Regions from separate parts of the Macaca mulatta genome. Here region 1 is linked to region 2. The links are chromatin contacts, called in public Hi-C maps. All regions are on one chromosome and are shown on one strand. Each heading gives the region's core, a stretch centred on a gene start, on an enhancer-like site or on the middle of the called end of the contact. The rest is flanking DNA. Distances are from core to core; before and after follow the strand shown. Region 1 holds the start of UBE2D1 (ubiquitin conjugating enzyme E2 D1). Region 2 holds the start of TFAM (transcription factor A, mitochondrial).

Evidence for each region. Hi-C and Micro-C count contacts between places; a contact is called where the count stands out from the background.
Region 1: a contact with region 2 is called in a Hi-C map of liver, with 3 times the contacts expected there. The contact joins the promoter of UBE2D1 here to the promoter of TFAM in region 2. A contact is called at or near these places in 4 of 14 Hi-C or Micro-C datasets (blood, cortical neurons, fetal cortex germinal zone and 1 more).

The regions. Positions count from the first base shown.
Region 1 is chr9:91,529,024-91,532,090 of T2T-MMU8v2.0, forward strand. It overlaps UBE2D1 (ubiquitin conjugating enzyme E2 D1), which reads right to left and starts at 1,559. Exons shown (of 7, transcript NM_001257863.1): 1 at 1,333-1,559. The coding sequence starts at 1,356.
Region 2 is chr9:91,476,036-91,479,274 of T2T-MMU8v2.0, forward strand. TFAM (transcription factor A, mitochondrial) reads right to left here and starts at 1,833. Exons shown (of 5, transcript XM_077946735.1): 1 at 1,583-1,833. The coding sequence starts at 1,801.

The DNA of each region.
Region 1 (3,067 bases), core at 309-2,808, 53 kb after region 2:
TGAGACGACCTTTAAATGGGACAAAAAATAACAGGTGATCAACAGATTTAGAATTTGAAAATAAAAAACTGGCAGGCTCTAAAAGTTGCTGTCCTCTGTACCTAAAGATGCCACTAGTGGCTAGTCAGAATACAATGTGTACGTCACTATCACTGCTCTAACATTTACTATTGCTATAATGGACTACTGGTCAAAAAAGTAGATAAAAATGTGGGCATTAATTTCTTCTGAAACAACTACAAAATACACTGACCATTGTTGCTTAACTTAGTGAAAAGCACTCCCTATTTAACAAACACATTCTCAATGTTCCCAGTGTGAACTGTAACTGTAAAACCTAAAACTTGGGTCAGTACACAGACCAACAAGAAATAAAAATGAACAGAAAGAAATGCCCGAATATCAATTCTGAAGGATGTTCGCTTCTGAAATGGTGGCAATAAATACTGTGAAAAAAAGACAATTCCACACACAGGGTTGAGATGGGTGAACAGTTGTTGGATGAAGATACATATTTCTTCCTCATTTTATACCCATGTGTCAAAGCATCAAAACAATCTATTTGCGACAGTTTATGTTGTGTCTCGAACTTTACATCTAAGTTTACCATGAGGGGCAAAAAAAACCTGTTTGGCTTGACTCACCGTGAATCACAGCCAGGAGGTCATCTTGTTGTGTATCAGCAACTATGTTTTCGCTACAGCTATGTGACCTGAAGTGGCAGCAGCAGAGGCACCAAAATAGAAGGGGCAGGAGCCTTCTCTTGGCTTCTTGGCCGCAAATGGGCTTTCCAGCCCATTCGGGCAACTGAGCAAGAGCCAACCGCAGAGGAGAAAGAACCAACCCGACAGCTCCGCGGAGAAAGGCTGCAGGCCCACCCCACCTTCCGTGCCCTCCCGGGGAGCCCGGGTAAGCAAGAACATAAAAGAGACAGGCTTAAGAAACAGCCTGGAGAAAACACAGCATGACAGGGGTCAAAACTAGCCTCATGGAGGGCAAAACCCAGCCGTGACCGTGAAGCACAGATTTCGGGGCGGTCTGGACGCGGAGGAGGCTCTCTACCCTGGGGCTCCGGGAGCGGCCCCGGCGCGAGCGCGCCACGGGCCCCCAGCCTTCAAGCTCCCCCGGCCGCCTGGGATCTGCCCCCGCTCCCACCTAACCTGTCCGGTGCCCGCTGGCCGGGCCCGAGCCTCCAGCTCCCTGCCCGCACCCCGGCCCACCCTTCCATCCCGTGCTTTCCCTGCATATCTCTCGGGACCACTGGCCGAGTCAGCGTGGGCAGGCGCCGCTGCCCTGCTGCCCCGCAGCCCCAGGCCCGGCCCCGGCACTCACTTTCTGAATCCGCTTCAGCGCCATGGATCAGGGATCGCGGTGGGGACACCGGCCGGCAGGGGTCGGCTGCGGGGCTCGGGGGCGTGAGTCTTCGCGAGTTGGGCTCGCTGGCAGCTCAGCTGGCTCCGCGCGGTGGGTCCCCGGTTCGCCGCTCCCTGGCTCGCTCCGGGCGCCGGTCCCTGCTCCGTCTGCGCCCGAGCGCGAGTGTGCGCGAGTGTGCGGGCGGGGAGGCCGGCGAGACTCTTTTGTTTCCGCTTTTGCTTCTGGGAAGGAGCCTGCGCCCTCCCCGCCGCGCCCCGCCCCGCCTGGCATACTGGGAAGTGTAGTTCCAGCCCTGTCCTCGGCCGCAGGCCCCCAGACGCTGCCAGGTTACTTGCTGCTGACCTTAGCCAGGCAGCTTAAGGTGAGAGCTGCCGGGTGCTGGAGTTAGTCTCTACAGTCTCATTTAGAGCAAGTTACTGAACCTGGGGCTGCGCATCTGTAAAATGGGGATAACAAATGAGCTCCTAACGCACATAAAGGAATTTCTAAATCATCAGTTAGTAATTCCTTATCCAATAGGTGCCACAGCTGGTTTTATTATATTTACCTTTAAATATTTCACTGTCTTTTCTCAAATATATGAATTATCTCAATTACTCACCCAGCACACATGCACAAACTCATATCTATCAGACCCCTTACTTACCTCCTTGGTTCTTACTGCAGAGGAAAAAGGTGTCTCTTCTGTCCAATGCACAGATCTTCCGTGTCTGAGTGCATCGTCTGCTCATAGGTATGCCCCTCCCATAAATTACCCGCTTCGAACACCGAGTTCAGAGCTCTCACTCCCATCGTTGACTCCTTCCCTTCCATTGACAGTCTCTGACTAATAGTCAACGCACACTCCCCACTCTCCAATTCCTGGGCACTTGTGTACCCATTAAAACTTGGCTTCTTGGCCGGGCACAGTGGCTCACGCCTGTAATCCTAGGGCTTTGGGAGGCTGAGGCGGGCAGATTACCTGAGGTTGGGAGTTCGAGACCAGACTGGCCAACATGGTGAAATCCCATCTCTACTAAAAATACAAAAATTACCTGGGCATGGTGGTGGGCGCCTGTAATCCCAGCTACTCAGGAGACTGAGGCAGGAGAACCGCTTAATCCCGGGAGGCGGAGGTTGCAGTGAGCTGAGTTGGAGTCACTGCTCTCCAGCCTGGGCGACAGAGTAAGACTCTGTCTCAAAAAGGAAAAAAAAAAAAAGTGAAAACATCAACAGATGTTGGTGACGCTGAGGAGAAAAGGTAACATTTATATGCTGTTAGTGGGAATGTAAATTAGTTCAGCCATCGTGGAAAACAGTTTGGAGATTTCTCAAAGAACTTACAACAAAACTACCATTTGACCCAGCAATCCCATTACTGGTTATATATGCAACTGAAAACAAATTATTCCACCAAAAAGATATATGTTCTCACATGTTCATCAGTACTATTCACAATAGCAAAGACATGGAGTCAACCTAGGTGCTCATTAATGGTGGATTGGATAAAGAAAATGGGGCATACACTGTGGAATACTATGCAGCCATAAAAAAGAATGAAATAATATCCTTTGCAGCAACATAGATACAGCTGGAGGCCATTATCCTAAGTGAATTAATGCAGGAACAGAAAATGAAATACCACATATTCTTACTTATAAGTGGGAGCTAAACATCAGATATGCATTGTATTAGTCCGTTTTCATGCTGCTGA
Region 2 (3,239 bases), core at 583-3,082:
AAGTAGCTGTGACTACAGGCACTGTGCCCCGACGCCCACCTCATTTTTTGTAATTTTGGTAGAGACAGGATTTCCATGTTTCCCAGGCTGGTCTCGAACTCCTGGGCTCAAGCAATCCACCCACCTTGACCTCCCAAAGTGCTGGGATTACAGGTGTGAACCACCTCACCCAGCCTAATGTGAGCATTTTTTATTATAGTTCGTTAGATTTTCACAACTGCCCTGTGATGCTTTAGAAATCATAAGGAAAAAAAATAGCTATTACCTTTACACTATAACCTAAAATAACAGCCCTACAGGCTTTCTAGGGCATCAACAAACATCCTACCTGGAAATGTTTTTTTTTCAGGAACCCAAGACAAGAAAGGATTTATCCTTTACAACCCACCATCCCCTTGGCAAGGTTGAGGTCTGAATCAAAGAACCAGAGTGGCTCTGAACTCCTATGATGGAAACGTTTATGTTTTCTTATCTTGAAAGCTCCTGAAAGCAGCAGTAATTTGCATAGAACTTTACAGTTTATGGATGCTTCCACAGAAGCTGCAACGTTATTAACAATTCCCTGAGGCAGAAAAAGGAGGAGCTAAGCAAGAGAAAATAATTCATCAGTGGTCCTCTAGACCAAAGGCAACCAGGCCCGAAATTCAGCTTTTTTATCGTCTTCCTAGGGTGCTTTCTACACTACACGATATTTTTAAAATACCGTTTATTAGTTCTCACTTATATTGAAAGTATGTTCATTTGGTATAAAATAGAACTTCCTATTTTACAGACATCAAATGATTGTTCCTGCAGTCACTGAATGCTTTAGTACTGCAATTCAACATTGCTATTTAACTGCTTAATGGCATTTTTATTACATGAGAAAAGGGTACAAGCCCCCAAACACCTTACCTGGGTTCTGAGCTCTATATATGGGTAGTTGTTGTTTAGAAAATCGAAGGTAAGAACTTACAGGTTTCTTTGGACAACTTGCCAAGACAGATGAAAACCACTTCGGTAAATACACAAAACTACATATGAAAAGAAAATAACCAGTATCAGATGTTTAACTGTCAATATGCACATGTATATTATGAGCATAGATCCCAAATAAGAGATGTCATCAAGATACTCCTATGTCTCCAACGCCTTCAACAAGAATGCTAGAGAATTATTAAAACCCTGTCCTAAACGGAGGGGAGCGACTGCAGGACGGAAGTCTCAAAGCCCTTACCTCCTAGGAAGGGCAGAGAGTGGAGGAAAGCGTCTATACTCCAGCTCCTGGGCCCCGCCTCCTCAATGCCTAGATGGTGGCCAGACACTCCGCGCGAATTCGCAGAGGCGGCGCAATGGATCCAAAGCTACAGTGAGGGGTGGGAGGAGCGAGCGGAGGGTAGCAAGAAACAAGGTACGGGGTATTAAGGGAGTCAAGGCCTGGTCTCAAAGCCACAGTCCCCTTGGCAAGGTCGAGGTGTGAATCAAAGAACCAGGGTGGCTCTGAACTCCTAGGAGGGGCAGACAGTGAAGGATGGGGTCTACATTCCAGCCCCGGGACGTCCTGGGCCCTGCCGCCCCCTAGGGCACAGGCGAGCGGGCCTACCTGAAGGGGGAGCGCAGTCGACTCCCACAGCCGCTGCACAGCTCCGCTCCGGACCTTCCCAGCGCATTCAGCACGCCCCACATGCTCCGGAGAAACGCCATCGCTCCAGCGGATGAGGCAGTGACCCGGCCCCAATATCGGAGAACCTCCTGACACTACAGAAAAACCCCAGCAATCACAACTGGAACCCGCGTGCGACCCTCCGGTGTTTCTTATCATGCCCGCCACTAGTGAGGCACTATGGGAAATCTGTTAACATCCGGTCGGTAGATGGGGGCGGGGCAGGGCGGAATTGACGCAGGCGCGGGAGAGCGTCCCCGGTGGGCGGCACTGCGTGGGAGGAAGAGGCGCCGCGGAGATGAAGGGAAACCGCAACCCGCTAGCCTGCGGAGGGCTCTGGCCTCGAGGGGGCGCTGCTGAGCCGCCTCTGGCCCCGACGGCCCGGAGCAGTGGGTTCCTCTGCCCGGCCAGGAAGGTGATGGAGGGACCGCGGCGGACGCACCCCGACCCGGCGTTGGCCGGTGTCCGCCCGTGACGGCCACAAAGGCTGTACGTAACAGACAGTCCTGCATCCAGGACCCCGAGGTCCGATCGGCAGGTGCTGTGCGACAAGCGCAGCGTCTCAGTTTCAAGCCAGGGCTGGGAGCTCGGAGTTCAGAAATAGTACCGGGAGAGGAGGGGATTCGCAAACTTAAAACTGCAGATTCCAAGCCTTTACCGCAGAGCTTAATTCTGTGTCTGTGTGGGGCCCATTAATCTGCATTTTAGCGAGTTCCCCAGAGTCTGACAAGTTCTAATGTCTGTGGTCTTGGGACCACATTTAAAGCAATATAGTTTTAGACTGTTTATTCTGCCATCTACTGCAGTCTTCCAGTCTGGCCTCCAGCCTGCTTAATTTGAGCGGAGGAAACTGACTAGTTGTCCACAGTCTCTAGTCTCAATTCTCGTTCCAGTATTAACATTAACGACTTGGGAATATTGCATTCCCTCGTTAAGATTCAGTTTCCCCCTCTGCAAACGAGGATGTTAGACGAAATCAGAGTTTTCCCAACCAAAGCCCTGAGAACTTGTGACAAGTATGCCTGAGACATTGATGTGTCAAAAATTGCTGTACAATTTTTTTATTTGTGTTATACCATTTTCTATATAGGCAATGGCATGAAAAAGATTAGGAAAGACCTAAAGATATCTAAGGGTCCTTCCAGCCCTTAAACACCAGTTGTTTCAGCGCTAACCACCTTCCGAGACAGCCTTTCTTCTGTTGTATAGTCATAATCGTTAGAAAATTCTTACCAGTGTCATGTTGAGCTGACAGTCTATTACCTTTCTGTAACTATGAAAACATTGGCTCTCTGAAAGTAGGACTAAGCCTACTTCTTTTAAGCGGTAATAACCACTTCCCTTTTATAGACTCTCAGGGTTGAAAGGGACCTTCCAGGTCATCTGTTCAAACCTCCCATTCTGGCATGGAATAAACAGGTTTTCTTCCTGAGTATATACTATGTACAACGCCCTAAACATAGATAAAAGACACAGTGTTGTGCCCCAGCCTACCCCCGCCCCCAGCGCCAAACGGTGAGACAAAGTAGTAAATAATTACAACACGGGGCTAAGATAGAAGTTATATTTAAGTTGATTTCTAAAATAACTTGTTTCC